Linked DNA regions of Mus musculus: region 2 is linked to region 1. A link is a contact called in public HiChIP or PLAC-seq data. All regions are on one chromosome and are shown on one strand. Each heading gives the region's core, a stretch centred on a gene start, on an enhancer-like site or on the middle of the called end of the contact. The rest is flanking DNA. Distances are from core to core; before and after follow the strand shown. Region 1 has its middle 11 kb from the start of BC035044. Region 2 overlaps Gm38906 (a long non-coding RNA gene).

Region 1 (3,415 bases), core at 476-2,975:
GAAGACTTAAAATTTGAATTTGTGGTTATATGATTAGATCCTATAGTGGAAATGTGCTTATTAGGATTAAGAACTCTATTGATAAGCCGGGTGTGGTGGCACACGCCTTTAATCCCAGCACTCAGAAGGCAGAGGTGAACGAAAGATGAAATTTTAAGACCTGTAAGTCATATAAAGTACTCAGAAATTGCTGGTTATTTGTGAGCCTAGAGGCTCCCTGGGGCTGAGAATAAAGAAAAACATAAAGAAAAACAAACCTGCATGCCCTGCAGTTAAAACCTTCCTGGGAACATAAAGATAAAGAGGAATGTGAGGACATAACAGGGCTATCTGAACTGAGTCAAACTGACCAGATACTCTGCTAGCATTGATAAACATCCAATTCACAGAATTCCTGCACATATTTTTTTGCTGCTGACACCTTGATCTGCACATACATATAATTTTTCTGCTGATGTTTGAATAAGCCGAAAGTATGTCACTATGCTGAATTCCATACCCCTCAGCCCCTTACCCCATAAAAACCCCTCATGGCCAACATCCTTTATCTCCTGTGTGGGATACATGTTGGTCCGGAGCTCTGTCATTAAACTACCTCGTGTATTTACATCAAGACACTCTATTCGTGATTCTTTGGGTATACGCCGAATCGGGAATTGAGTGGGGGGTTCCCCACTAGGTTCTATCAGAGGTTGGCAGACTTCTGAGTTTGAGGCCAGCCTGGTCTACAAAGTGAGTTCCAGGACAACCAGGGCTACACAGAGAAACCCTGTCTTGAAAAAACAAAAAACAAACAAAAAAAGAACTCTCTTGATTAGTGTTAGGACAATGACATAGCAAGAAGAGGAAATATGAAGTATTTAGTCAATGGAAACTGATTTTAGGTTAAAAAAAAAAGCAACAGGTTACATCTGTTAAAGCTTATATCTGAACTTGTGTATCGTTTATCCTGATGACTATAAGAAATCTGGCAGTCTTAGCTAACTTACAAATTTATTAATGAGTAAATATAGTGGTGGATTACCATAGGGTAAAGAGCTAGGTCTGTTTTTTAGCTGTCAAGGTACAGTTTCCTTAGCTGTCAATGTAGTCAGAAATCTGGGTAAGAAATTTTAATCTAGCAGGCATATATTAATTTTAAAATGACAGAGTTCATCTATAGTCCACTAACTAAACAGTTCTCTGTGGTATCTGTTGCAGTAATTCTCTAACCCAAATAAGCCCAGGCAATGAAAACACAGCTCAGTTAATATGAATACATGCTGTGAGATTGGGCAGATCTACCACTACACTACCATCATCCCAGTTTCAGAGACCCCTAATAACATGCAGTTTCTCCAGGCCAGGTGCTACTGCTCCACTTCCCTTCTTCCTCTTCCTCCATCATCTTCTTTCTCTCTCTCTGTCTCTCTCTCTCTCTGTGTCTGCCTCTCTCTCTGTCTGTCTCTCTCTGTCTGTCTCTCTCTCCCTCTCTCTCTCTTTCTATCCCTCTCAAAGACTTCAGTTCAACCTTCCCCTCTTCCCAATCACCAGCTCTAGCCTTTATTTATAAATTAAGGTGGGAAGAAGGTTCACAGGAAATCACCTGAGTGCTGACTCATTCCTTGTTCACAGCCCCTCACAGGAGAATGGAATTAACATCAAATATAATTAGCCACAGGGATATCCACAACAGGTATCCAAGGCAACCTAGCCAGAATCAGTCTGGCCTTTAAGCCCAGAAGACCAAGAGCCTTTTACAAAGAGCCTGTTTTGTTTTGTTTTGTTTTCCTGTGGAATAGATACATGTGAAATGAGAAATGACTCACCTTGATTCAGAAAATATGAGTCACTTGACTCTTAGGTATCCAGTCTTGTCCACACAGTCTCTCAGTAGTTATCATACCACAATCCAGGCACTTTCTTATAGCTAAACCCATTATCTTGGGAGTCTCTGTCTGTCATAAACTTAAATATATTAATAATTAGCATACTTCTGACAAGACTGAGAACTATATCGATTGGTGATACTTGAGTTACACAACTTGTGTTTGTTAAATTATTTGTTTGAGAATGTATATAGTAAATAGAGCATAACTTAGTAATAATAGTAAAAATCATTATTTCCCAAGGCAGGATAGAAATGAACATCTTAATTGTTAAGTAAGTTTGACACCTTGTATAATATATAAAAACACATTTTGCATTAGTAGAGAAACACTTGGCTTAGAGTAGGTGTAGACCAGAATGTAAAGAAATAAGAGAACTGACAGTGGTGTTTTGAGACTGTGGTGAGAAAAGTGAGTGTGTCCAAGTGCGTTCAGGCCTGTGACACAAATTGAGCAGATGGGCAGGCAGTGGGAATTGACCAGTAAGCAAAGGGAGAGAGAGGCGGGCAATGCAAGTGTCAAAGGCTTGGGACATGCATATGCAGCCTGAAGAGCACAGATGGTGAGGAGTCACAATGGTGGAGGCAACAGAGTCAAGGAATCAGGACTGTGCTGTGGCTCACTTGGGCACCCAGCCTGCTGTGGGTCATGGACAAAGTGGGCCCAGCAGCACCAGGATCGAGGGAAGGCAGGTAGGCAAGCAAGTGGGGCAGGACTTCCTCCTAGCAGCCAAAAGTACCAGTCCAGTGCTTCAGGCTGTGGGCAGGCGCTGACCCACCCCGCCTGTCAGCTTCTGCGGTGGGTGTGGGGCGGGGGAAAGGAAGCACCTGAAGTAGAGGTCCATCTTCTAACAACTCCACTCAAGGTGGATTTTAAAAGGCAGGGGCGGTGAGGGGCTGAGATGGGAGAACCTGGCAGCAGACACCTGAATAAAAGTATGCCTGCAGCAGTCCTGCCATTCCCTCAGATGTGGGACAGCAGCACCAACAGCAGTGCAGGGCTGTGTGAGTGCTTTTCCTGCTACAGCAGCAGTGGACCTCCAGCTCACTTCATGAGTCCTGTGCAGAGCACAGGAAGTGCAAGGGGGAATGGTAAAAATTGCTTTCCTCATGGCTTTGGCAGAGGTTGAGAGGCCAGGCAAGGGTGGTGGCAGCTTTGGCAGACAGAGTGCAGGAGACCCACACATGAGAGAGTGCAAGTGTATGGGTGGTAGATGATTGCATGTGCAGGAAAGCAAAGTCCCTGGCAAGGAGCAGAGCCAGACCTAGTTTTCACATGGTGACCTGGGACCAGAGCAAATGGTGAGAGAATAAGGGAGGGAGATGGGGGAAGCCTAAACTATGCATCACTAGCAAGAGAGTTGTTTTAAAGTGCCAGTTTAGTGGCCATATAGAAATACTGCTTGCTGCATATTGTGAATTAGACTGGGGCATCTCAGTAAGTCAGGACAAGGAAGCAAAGACCAATGTATTGAGTGGTAGTAGGGTTATTAACTACACCTAACAGCGACCTGAGGATACGATTAATAACCAGAGAGACTTCCAGCC
Region 2 (3,415 bases), core at 637-3,136, 310 kb before region 1:
GGAATCTGATTCTGCTGGCTGTGACCAACATGGGCCAGACTGGGAAGGGATTGATGGAGCAGTTTTCCATTCTGGAACGTTCTATGTGTTAAAGCTTGGTTGCCAGCTGGTGCCTTTGTTGGAAGCAGTAGAACCTTTAGAAAGAGAGTTCATGTCTCACTTCAATAGAAATGAACTGCGATCTCTCAGGAGAAATTAGATATTCTTAATCTTGTTAAAGACCAAATTAGCTCGTCCCGATACTTCTGTGTACATTTCTGTTTGGTTCTTTTTCATATTCCTAACTCCTTACTGCCACTTTCTTTTTTGTTCATATGTCATTTTCCCAGCTCCCTTCCTCTCTTTGTCTAGTAGTCCTAAATGCAATGTACACACTAAAGATGGCTGATCCATAAGTAATCATTTTAATATCTGTGTCTCATGGAGATTGTGTCTAGAAAATATTTTGCAAGTGGACCGTTCTTTGAACATCTTGCAACATTTTTGCTGAGGAACAGATGTTACAAAAATCATATTGGGTTACTCTGATAATTTAATTCTTTAGCTCTCCAGGGACTGTGTTAAATCTTGCTTTGGAAGACGTATAACTGTCTGAAACTTTCTAATCTATTTTTGTAGAATACACATTGCTTTCACATGGCCCTTAAAATTTTGTTCTGTTGTCTCTGCAGTTATCTGTCTATCTGAAAAAAAAATCCCCTTGGAATCCTTCCTTCCCAGAGTAGAAAAAAAAAGGAGTATAAATCCTTTAAACTCAATCCACTTCAGTCTTTTCTGTCTGTCTCTGAGAAAGCAAATGTAGCAAAAATCAGATACTCAGTTCTGATATTCGAAGAAAGAGGTCTTCATTGCTCTCTAGACTCCTGCTGTTACACCGGAAATGCAAACAGACATTCCAGAGGCTCATGGAATCATAGCCTGTAGGAGAGTACACTAAAGTGTAACCAAAATATACACAAATACAAAGTTATCAAAGTAGAAAAATGTATTCAAAGAAATATGTGCTTGCTGCCACAAGTATTCAGTTAAGACTCAAGGTACAAGTTATAGTCAAGATGTCCAACACACAGGTACTCTTCAGCTCAGCATGACTTAACTTATGACTGTGGACTTTCTGGTAGAACCAAAGTCATGGGCTTCAATTGAAACTACACTTCAAATGCTGGATTTTGAACTCACTCTGTAGACCTGGCCTCGAACTCAGAAATCCTCCTGCCTCTGCCTCCCAAGTGCTGGGATTAAAGGCATATGCCACTACTGCAGGCTAGTAACATGAGGCAGGAACGTTCTCAGGACACTAGGCACTGCAGTTGCACCTCCTCATCAGCCATCTGACCAGCAACAGACACTACACTGTGTGGCTTAGCTATGGTGCTCAGTAGATAAAGTATCCAAATGACATTTTAAACTTATGATGGCTTTAAGGTCAGCATGCTGATCAGATGAAAAACACTGGACTTACTTCAAACAGACTATGAGACATGAATCGTTAGACAGGACAGATTCTTGACACCTCTACTCCACCATCATTCTAGCTTGCATTAGTTTGAAATGTTACTGACTTCATACATAGTGCTAATTTATTCTTCAGCACTCCTAAATATTATATGTATTATCTCCAATAGGATGTCAAAAATGCCTGCAGATATGACCAAAAGGCAGATATGACCAAAAGGCAGATATGACCAAAAGGCAGAACTTCAGTCCAAAGTGATACTATCTGTCGCTTGAACTTGGGGATAAGTTGATAATGCTGTAGATTCTTGGCCTGTATTTAATCTGCTTCATCGGCTCAACATTGTTGCTTGTCAACAGATCACTCAGAAGAGGATCAGCTGCTGATCATACGTCTGACTCAGCTATATCTCATTGCTATGGCTCTTGGCCACAAGATATCTGACTCTGTGTCACCAGCCTAACAGAAGATCACATTGTGCTGCCAAAGCACAGAACACACCCAGCTTCTTGGATTTCATCTGTCTTGCATTTCCTTATGTATCAGTTACAGGAAAAGCAGCAACTGAAATACAGCTCTCAAATGCTCTGGATGGTAAATAAAACAAGGCATATGCTATAATACCCTCTGAGAGAAATGCCCTTGCCCTGGTGTGTGTGTAAGGTCCTACAAGTATGTAGAATATGTCGTTTACCTAGCTTCCATTTACTAAGAATTAGTTGGCTGGCCTATATTTTGAAGGGAGTGACATTTTCTTGGCCAGGCCTTTCTGGCTCATTCCTCTCATAAACAAGCAAAAGGATCTGCTTGTCCAGAATGAGAAAAGTCTTTCTGGATAGTTGTCACTCTTGTGCCTAGGAGACGACTGTCGAGCTTCTATGACCACCTCCTCCTGTCAACTCAGTCTTTGAAGCAATGCAGAGACTATGCTGTGAAGAAAGAACAGTAACTCACAGCACCGATACTAAGGGATACCACTACCCTTGGATTTGGCTTCCATCTGATGGAAAAGAGCTTCAGCCTATAGCTAATAACTGGGATCATTTGAATAGCAAAGAATTTAACACTAGAGAAAATATATTAAGACACTTAATATAAGACAAATTATGACTACCACAGGAAGGAGCATCCTGGGACTAGTCCACCAAACAGACCATGTCTCTCCAAATATATGCATGTGTGTTATGCTGCCACAATGACTAGGTGAGGGGTGTTAGATGACGTGTAGCCACTGGCAAAGGTCTCTTTTGTCTTTATCTCTCCAATTATATGCATGTGTGTTGTGCTGCCACAGTGACTATGCCTTCTAAAGCATAAAGACTAAAGGTGAGCAGTGATTTAGAAGATGCTGTAGCTACTGGCAAAGGTCTCTTTGTTTTTCCCCACCATGTACGCAAGGCTAGCTAGCCTGTAGGCTTTGAAGATTTTCCTGTCTGCCTTCCCTCTCTCCATAGGAGTACTGAGATTTCACATGTATGCTACAGAGGTTGGCTTTACTTAAGTTTGGGGGATTTGAGCTCAGAACTTCATATTCACAGGATAAGCACTCTACCCACTAAGTCATCTCCCTATCCCTTTGTTCTAGTTCCATTGAATATTGGGAACTCTTCCAATTCCTCCCTGGTTTCATCAACAGCCCATTGTTCAAAACAGTGTTGTGTTGTTCTATCTCAGAAGTATGTGTGTGTGTTTCTGAGGCCAGTCTAGCTATTGACCTCTAGTTTCATCCCACTGTCGCCTAGAAATACTTGAGGACTTATTTTGTTGTTTTTCAATTTATTAAGGTTTGCTTCACGGCCAATGGCATGGTCAGTTTTAATGGAAGGTCTATGGGTCATTGTGAAAACTATTTTCTTTCTGTTCTGTGGAACATTCTATACACTTCTATGAAATCCAATGGATTTACTGTTTAATTCAACTATAAGTTTTCTCTGCTGGTTTTTTAATTTGGGAGATCTA

What was found. HiChIP or PLAC-seq counts read pairs in DNA pulled down with a chosen protein or histone mark.
Region 2: a contact with region 1 is called in a FOXA1 HiChIP or PLAC-seq map of pancreatic cancer cells. The contact joins two enhancer-like sites. A contact is called at or near these places in 6 of 39 promoter capture datasets (the C10 cell line, the HPC-7 cell line, cranial neural crest and 3 more), 5 of 115 datasets of contacts at active chromatin or transcription factors (the 230-238 cell line, CD8 T cells, T-cell acute lymphoblastic leukemia and 2 more) and 1 of 9 other capture datasets (liver).

Annotation. Positions count from the first base shown.
Region 1 is chr6:128,900,516-128,903,930 of GRCm38.p6, reverse strand. No RefSeq gene overlaps it. Among named protein-coding and RNA genes, the nearest start is that of BC035044, 11 kb to the right of the region's middle. Within about 2 kb of position 1,725, at least 14 of the 459 cell types and tissues checked have an H3K27ac peak or open chromatin away from gene starts, as enhancers often do. A contact at or near this core is called in CD8 T cells and pancreatic cancer cells, where this site is marked.
Region 2 is chr6:129,214,937-129,218,351 of GRCm38.p6, reverse strand. All of the region lies in intron 2 of Gm38906 (a long non-coding RNA gene), which reads right to left. Among named protein-coding and RNA genes, the nearest start is that of 2310001H17Rik, 22 kb to the left of the region's middle. Within about 2 kb of position 1,886, at least 117 of the 459 cell types and tissues checked have an H3K27ac peak or open chromatin away from gene starts, as enhancers often do. A contact at or near this core is called in CD8 T cells and pancreatic cancer cells, where this site is marked.